2 separate regions of the Mus musculus genome follow, and region 2 is linked to region 1. A link is a contact called in public HiChIP or PLAC-seq data. All regions are on one chromosome and are shown on one strand. The core of a region is the stretch at or near the end of the contact, and the rest is flanking DNA. Distances in the headings are between cores, read along the strand shown.

The links. HiChIP or PLAC-seq counts read pairs in DNA pulled down with a chosen protein or histone mark.
Region 2: a contact with region 1 is called in a FOXA1 HiChIP or PLAC-seq map of pancreatic cancer cells. The contact joins two enhancer-like sites.

Annotation. Positions count from the first base shown.
Region 1 is chr2:131,384,679-131,388,587 of GRCm38.p6, reverse strand. No RefSeq gene overlaps it. Among named protein-coding and RNA genes, the nearest start is that of Rnf24, 34 kb to the right of the region's middle. Within about 2 kb of position 2,012, at least 41 of the 459 cell types and tissues checked have an H3K27ac peak or open chromatin away from gene starts, as enhancers often do. A contact at or near this core is called in pancreatic cancer cells, where this site is marked.
Region 2 is chr2:131,900,929-131,904,951 of GRCm38.p6, reverse strand. It overlaps the pseudogene Lamr1-ps1. Among named protein-coding and RNA genes, the nearest start is that of Prn, 7.0 kb to the left of the region's middle. Within about 2 kb of position 1,636, at least 167 of the 459 cell types and tissues checked have an H3K27ac peak or open chromatin away from gene starts, as enhancers often do. A contact at or near this core is called in pancreatic cancer cells, where this site is marked.

The DNA of each region.
Region 1 (3,909 bases), core at 763-3,262:
TAATGATTGGCACGTGAACGCAAGCTATAGAAATCTGTTGGTTTTCATGTGTGTGTGTGTGTGTGTGTGTGTGGTATGTTGGTATGTGGTGTGTGTATATGTTGTGTGTATTATGTGGTATGTGTGTATAGTGTATATGTGTTATATGGTATGTGTGTGTATGTATATGTGTTACGTAGGATGTGAGTGGCATATATATATATATGGCATATGGAATGTGCATATGTTATGTGATTGATGTGTGTGTGGTATATGGTATGTGTGTGGTATATGGTGTGTGTGTGTGTGTGTGTGTGTGTGTGTGTTAGTGTGTTATGTGGTATGTATGGGTAAGTACAGTTGTGTGCATGTTTGTGGCCAGGGCCTTAGGTGCCTTCCTCAACAGCTTTCCTCCTTTTTGCCTTTGAGACAGGGCCACTCAGTAAAACCACAAGCTTGCAGTTTTGGCCAATCTGGACTCTCAGAGCTCTCAGGATCTGTTCTTCTCCTCACCCCAGCACAGGGGTCATAGGCAGGTCCAGCCATGACTGACTTTTTATATGAGGATGTGAACTCAGCTCCTTGGGTTTGCAGAACAACGGCCCTTACCCACCTGGCTCCATGCCTGATGTTAAGTGCCATTATAGTTTCTAGTACCTCAGCTAATATCTCCTCAGATGAAGCACCCCAAAGCCACCCCCAAACACTTCGGTTTGCCCCTTTACTACCTTCCTTGGCCTAGAAGCCTAGTTCATCTTCTTTAAAGATCACACAAATAGAATTACAGGGCACACTCATTCATGTTTCAGCTCCTATCAGCAGCTGGTTTTGGGTTTGTTTTTTTTTTTTTTTTCCCCTGAGACAGGGTTTCTCTGTACAGCCCTGGCTGTCCTGGAACTCACTTTGTAGACCAGGCTGGCCTCAAACTCAGAAATCCACCTGTCTCTGCCTCCCAAGTGCTGGGATTAAAGGCGTATGCCACCACCACCTGGCAGCAGCTGTTTTTTGTTTTTGTTTTTGTTTTTGTTTTATTGCTGAGAGCTACTCTGTGTGTGAATACAAGTCCAGCTAAAAACTGACTTATTGATGAACCTTTGACTGGTGTTCAGTTTGGGACTGTAAAAAATGAAGTTACTAAGAAAGTTCTGTTATATACTTTTGTAGGGACCAAAAATTTTGTTGTTGTCATTGTTGTTGTTGTTATAGTCCTAATAGTGGAATTACGGAGTCATGGGCAAAGCATCATGGCATAAATTGTGTTCTCAAAAGCAATCCTACAGTCTCAATCCCATCAAACTAAGAGTAGCCATTGTAGTGGATCCTAATCCAATATGACCCCTTTCCTTCTCAAAGGGAAACTCGGGTGTGTCTACACACAAGGAACCATAGGAAGAGAGTCACCCAGGCACATGCTAGGCTACATGACAGCAGAGGAAGGGGCTGGAGTGACACAGCTGCCAGCTAACCAGTGTTGAGGATTGCTGGTGGCACGAGAAACTCAGGAAGGGACCTGGAATGGATTGAATGGATTCCCTCTCAGAGCCCGGGAGAGAGCAGCAGCCACCAACACTGTGGCATTGGACTTGGAGCCTCCAGGGTGGACGAAGGTGAATGTCTGTGATTGACAGCCACTGTTCTTCACAGCCCTGAGAAACTAAAATGCTGTGATGTCAGCAGCTCCTGCCCTGCAGCTCACCAGGGTGCCAAGTAAGATATTCCTGAGGGAAATGGAAGGATTTGACTTTGGAAGTTGGTGACCTCATCCCCATACTGTTCTCCTCAGGGCAGCTGTTGACCCGTCAGGTCATTTCCAGGCAAATCCTCCGAAGTCATCACTTCTGGCCTAAGATGGAAATGAAGGCTTAGAGAGGGCCGGCAGCCAGCCCAAGGTCACACAGCTGCCAAGTGGTGGGGCCAAGACTGAACACAAACACTGATATTTTAAACAAATGAACCCCGAAGAGCATCCCCACCTAAAAGCGCTTAGTCAGACCACTATAGACAGCTCTTTGGAGCTCCTTCCTCAGTGACTCACCTTGTTTCTGTTCCTGCAATGAGTCAGAAGCCAGACTTTGAGCTTTCTAAAGGACCATATACCCAATAACCCGATGATACCCAAATGACACATGGGAAATTCCTGACCATCCTTTCATAGTATTTTTGAGTCCGTGTGTGTACACCTGTGCACTGGTGCCTGCGTGTACGCTTCCACATGAGTATGGAGGCAAAGGTCAACCTCGAGGACTGATCCTCACAACTCAGCCACCTTGGTTATTCTGAAAGAGGCTGTCTCACTGGACCCTGGAGCTCACCAGCTGGACTAGAGTGTTGGCTAGCTAGTTCCAGGGGTCCCTGTAACTTCTTACCAGTGCTGGAATAAGGAGCACACACACACCTAGCTTTTCACATGGGTAATGGGGCCAAAATTTAGGTCATTTGTTTTTGAGATCGGGTCTTACTACACAGCCCTGGCTGTCCTACAAGTAGTTAGTTATGTAGATCAGACTGATCTCAAACTCATAGAAATCTGCTTGCTTCTGTTTTCCCAGTGCTGGAATTAAAGACTTCCCCAGCTGTCTGGGCTATCTCCTCTGCCCTAATGAGATCCTTTATAAGCCCATCTTCTTCCAGGCCTTTGGTTCAGGCCAAAGAGAGGCTCCACCATCCCTCCTAATTGGAGAGAGCCCTGCCCACCCATTTTGGCCTCTGCACATTTTCAAATAAAGGGGAAAGAAACAGTAAGGGGTGGGATAGAAACAGACCAGAACGACAGCAATAGTTGCCTCACTGCCAAGAAATTGTGTTTAAACAAAACTCATAGAAAACAGCAAACTTGTCCCCTCTGCCCTAGGACACCTGACCCAGACATTAAGACTGTCACCCAGTCTGTGGTGAGACTGTATCCTCTGTGACCAGTACACTCCTTTAACAATTTCACTGGTTTTTAGGTTAAGCATTTCTCATTTTTCTCTAATTCTCTCAGACCCTGTTCCCATCGATGTTTCTTCTTTCCTCCCTGTATCCTTTAGGAACACTTTTTATGTGGCAACCCTGGTGGAGTGAGTGATGCCTCACGACTGCCTCTTGGGGCTCACAAGACTCTTTCATTGCACTTAGCATCTTGAACCAAGGCCTGCCTCTCTCTCTCTCTCCCTCTCTCTCTCCCTCTCTCTCTCTCTGCCCTCCCCCCAACCTCCCTGCATGCTAGGCAAGTGCTCTGACAAGTAGCTGCACCCCCAGTTCTTCTCCCACAGTGGCTCCATCTGCTTCCAAGATGCTGTGTCAGTTTCTCCCCCCGCATCTCACTCTGCCTCTGCGATAACCCCGTTCTTACCTATTGCAAGCATCATCTCCTGAAAACAAATAAGTATCTTCCCTCTTTTTCTTTTTATGACTTTTAAGGGGAAAGGGTAAGCTTAACACATAAGATATATGTTCTGTCTTCCTGTCAGAGTTCATTGTACTCCTGAACACAGCACCTGCTGTAAGCCAGGATCTGCTCTAAGTCCAGATACACATTCATGCATCGAAATTCTCCAACAGCCCTAGGAGGTCGGCATTACCACACTGGTGTCTCCTCAAGGTTGTTCTTTCTCCTGCTCTTGAAAGACTCCTAGAGGAGCCCCTCGCTCAGGTCTCAGGACAATAGCGGACACCCAAGAACTCACGATAGACCGAGCTTGTTGCAAACCACATGAGGCTTTATTCGGGGAAAGCCAGAGCTCTGGGGATGACTCATATCCCACACAGGGGTAGAGGAGTCGACCTCGAGGGGAAAGAGGTCCCAGTTTTTATAGGCCCTCAGGGGAGAAAGGAGAAGGGGGGAGTAGGGGATTTCCAGATCTAAACAATGTTTATTCTCAAGAAATGGATATGGGAGGGGTACAAGGAAAGAGTCTGGTGCAGGTGTAGCAACTCAGGATTGGCCGG
Region 2 (4,023 bases), core at 387-2,886, 520 kb before region 1:
TTCTGACCCATTCAGTGGTCTGAGAAGTGGGAACTGCCAATCATTCTTCCATGACTGGACAGGCATTTCTGTCTTCAGTAGGAAACTTCTGGACGGGCACAGAGGGTATCCACGCACCTTCAGACCAGATGCAGATGGCCACACCACTTCAGGCTGAGCAGCCGTGAGTTCAGGTCCGCTCACCTGACACTCCTCTTTAGTTCTAGCCTGTCATCTGTGCTTGCTCTCCCCTCTCCATCTCTTCATGGTCTCTAGAGGAGTAGAGTGGGCATGACCCCACAGGAGTCCTCATGGGCGATGGTGCCATACATGCCCAGAACTCCCCTAACAAGCACCACCACATCAGACACAGTGAGTGAGTTTCCTTTCTGTTGCGTGTGATGGCAGTGTCCACACAGCGCAGAGGAGAATGTGTCTTATACCGTGCATGGTAGATAGGTTGACATAAGATGCCTCTGTGAGGACCTTGTTGTCAGCCCTTGGGATCAGTCACCACCAGAAGACATGCTTCCTCAAGGCTGCTTGGATCTGGTTAGTGACGGTCCCAGAGTATGATGTGGCTGGCAGATGAATTGACTCCAGCGGCAACAATTGTCCTTGTGGCTCGATGGCCGGTGTTCCTGGAGGAGATGATGCTGACAATGCTGACATCAGCAGGGTTTTCTCGAAGTGGCAGCAATGGCTGGAAATGTCAGCTGCAGATTTGCCCAGGTCCTTTTCAGACTTATCATGCAGATACCATGGCTTTTCTTTCTGTAGAGATGCCATTCCGTCTAGAAATTAAAGTTTGTGCCGCCAAAGTGGGGCCCTGCTCCAAGGGATTTGAGAACGTACTTCTTCATTTGCAGGGTATGGAGGGCTCTGGACTTTGTGTGAGCTTCCCTTTAAGTTATAATGGGAGTCACAACAATGCTGTATGACCCCTCTCTGGTAGTACAGAAAGGCTGAAAGATCTAGGTTGGGATAAGGTTGTAGTTTTAATTAAATTCCTCAGCAACTGTGGTAGTTAGAATGAAAATACTCTCCGTAGGCCCACAGAGAGTGGCACTAATTAGGAGGTGTGGACTTGTTGGAAGAAGTGTGTAATTGGGGGTGAGCTTTGAAGTTTCAAATGCTTAAGCCAGGCCCAGTATCACCCTCTCTGCCTTTTTGCTGCCTTTGGATCCAGATGTAGAACTCTCAGCTCCTTCCCTAGTACCATGTCTGTCTGCACGCCACCATGTTTCCTACTATAAAGATAATGGACTAAAAAACTCTGAAGTGTAAGCTAACCCTAATTAGTTGTTTACTTTTTGTTTATTTATTTATTTATTTATTTATTTAATAAGAGTTGCTGTGGTCATGGTGTCTCTTGACAGCAATAAAGAAACCTAATGAAGGCAAACATCCACTCCTGGGATAATTTTTTTTTTTAAATTACATTTTAAGTATTTTGTGGGGAGGGGGGAGAGGGCAGCACAGAATCTAGGATCCGTAACTTGCTAGGAAATTACTCCAACATTAAGCCATATTCTGAGACCCCTCTCCCCTCAGTTAGATCAGTTAGATAGAATACATAACCCAGGCTGGCCTTGAGCTCACAACAACCCTCCTGACTTTGCCCAAGTGTGTGTCACCATGCCCTGGGGAACAGAACCTTAGATGTAATAAAGTGTTAATCTGGCACACCGCTGGGGCTGAGGCACCCAGGATAGAGACTGTGAAGGGAGCACACACTTTCCTTTTTTGTGTAGCAGCATCTACTCTCTGTAGGGGAAGTGGTTTCCCTTTTACCGCACAAGGCTTTTCTGCCTCAGTACCGGTGAAACACTAGGGAAATGGATTAAATACCACGTATTTTCCTCTGACGTGTGAGTTCTCCTGAAGGTACTGGCAACAAAAAGGTTCGGAAACAGCCTTGTTCTCCACCCTCCACGCACTCATGACTCAGTCTGCAGTCAAGACACAGTAACCTGCCAGGGAGACACATTCCAGGCCTCACCCTGGGAACTGTCTGCAGCCTGAGTGCAGGGGAATCTCGTGCTCCTGGCTTCCATTCCTCTGAGACAGCCTCCAGTGGTGACTACGGATCCAGAAATAGCAGCTGCCCTCTTGAGCCTTGTATCCTCCTGAATTCTGGTAGCTTCATCTCCTCCTCCTCCTCCTCCTCCTCCTCCTCCTCCTCCTCCTCCTCCTCCTCCGTTTCTCTCTCTGCCAAAAGTATGGAGGACATGAGGCGTTTGTCTTTTCATCTGAGTGTCTCCCTGAGTCCTCTTCCTTTTTCTCCTAGGCCCCTTGACAAAAACCTCTCACTTCCAGGATTTATCCCCATCCCTAAGCATCCTGGGAGGGAAGCCATCTGCCGTGAAGGAAGCAAGAGAGGACTAGTTTACATTCCTGACATTCATATCCACTAAGCTGATATAAAGTCTTAGAATTGTTTGCACATTTTCAAGGAATCCTACAGGATCCAAATCTATTGAAAATGACCAGAGGATGAGGGATAGGATGGGAGGAGACAAAAGGGGAAATGGGGAAAGAACATGGGAACACAAGGATAATCTTTCAATAATGTTATCTGAATAATGGCATGAATGTTAAATCCCTAGATGAAGGGAAGTTTGTCAAATGTGAATTGTAGCCTGAGACATTTGCCACCAAAACATTGAGTTTCTATGGTTTGGGCTGAGAAGTTAGAGGAGAGCCACTCTTAATTTATAGGAGACATCTTGGTAAAAACAGTGATTGGGTGTAAGTGTGTGACAAAGTCATGGGGCCTCTATAGCAACTGAATCAAGAGAGTGATACAAGTTTGATGGAGAAGCCATGTCAGCAAATAGCCAGACCAAAGGCAGTATACATTACAAGCAATATAGTGTCATTATAAGGAAACACCCAGAGGTTGAGTTGCTTTACAAAGAAAAATGGACTATTCTGGTTCATAGTTCTGAAGGGTAAGAGACACTGCACTGGATTCTCCTGAGGAAGAGGCCTTGGTGACAGGAATGTGTGCAAAGGGAGACATGACACAGTGAGACAAGAAGCTAGAAAAAGTGCTTTGGGGCGTTGGCCTCACTCCTCTGATTTGTTCTGTGAGAACCTGGAGACTCAGAGTTCTTGGATAACGACCTCTTGTGGACAGAGTTCTTGACGGCCTATCCGTATCCTCTTAAAGGTCCATACCACTTGCTATCATTGGCACTTTATGAAGTAAGCGTCCAATGCATTGGCCCTTGGGGGGGGGTTGGGGGGAAACGGACAAAACACATCTAAACTATGAAAAATTGAGAAGTAGAGTGTCTTATGCCCTGAGCTTAGATGAGGTGCTCCTCAGCTTCCATCCCCAAATCAAAAGTTTGTGCTTCTGTAGTAAAGTCTTCCTTGTTCGTATATACATTTCCCTTTTGTGTAAATAGTTAGTAGACTGATGACTACGAGTGAGTTCATAAAACCTTGAAACTGTGAAATTTCCTAGCAGAAGTACACCATTTGCTTTCTGCTAACAGTGTCGAGAACACATGTTTTCACGGCTTTGGTATTACTTCTTAGTTTTTAAAGTGTTGGCATTTGGATGCATACAAAATTATATTTAGTAATTCAAATTTACATGATCAAAAGGTTGTTCTGGGTGTGGTGGCTTATGCTTTTAATTCTAGTATTTAGAAGGCGGACGGATGAAGATAGATGTAAATTTGAGGCCAGCGTGAGTTATGTAGTAACCTGCTACTATCCAAAAACCTGACTCTGTTTCAAAAATAAAAAATTACCAAAAAGGAGATTGGGTCTTTCATGTTTAGAGCCATTTGTTATTTTTCTTATAATTAATCACACATTTTACTTTTCCTGCAAGATAGTTGTTTTAGTTAAGGTTTCTATTGCTGTGATAAAAACACATGACCAAAAGCAACTTGGGAGGAAAAACATTTATTCCAATTTAGCTTACAGTCAGTCCATCATCCAGGGAAGTCAGGGCAGGAACCTGGAGGCAGGATGCTACTTCCTGGTTTACTACCCATGGTTTGCTCAGTTTGCTTTCTTATACCA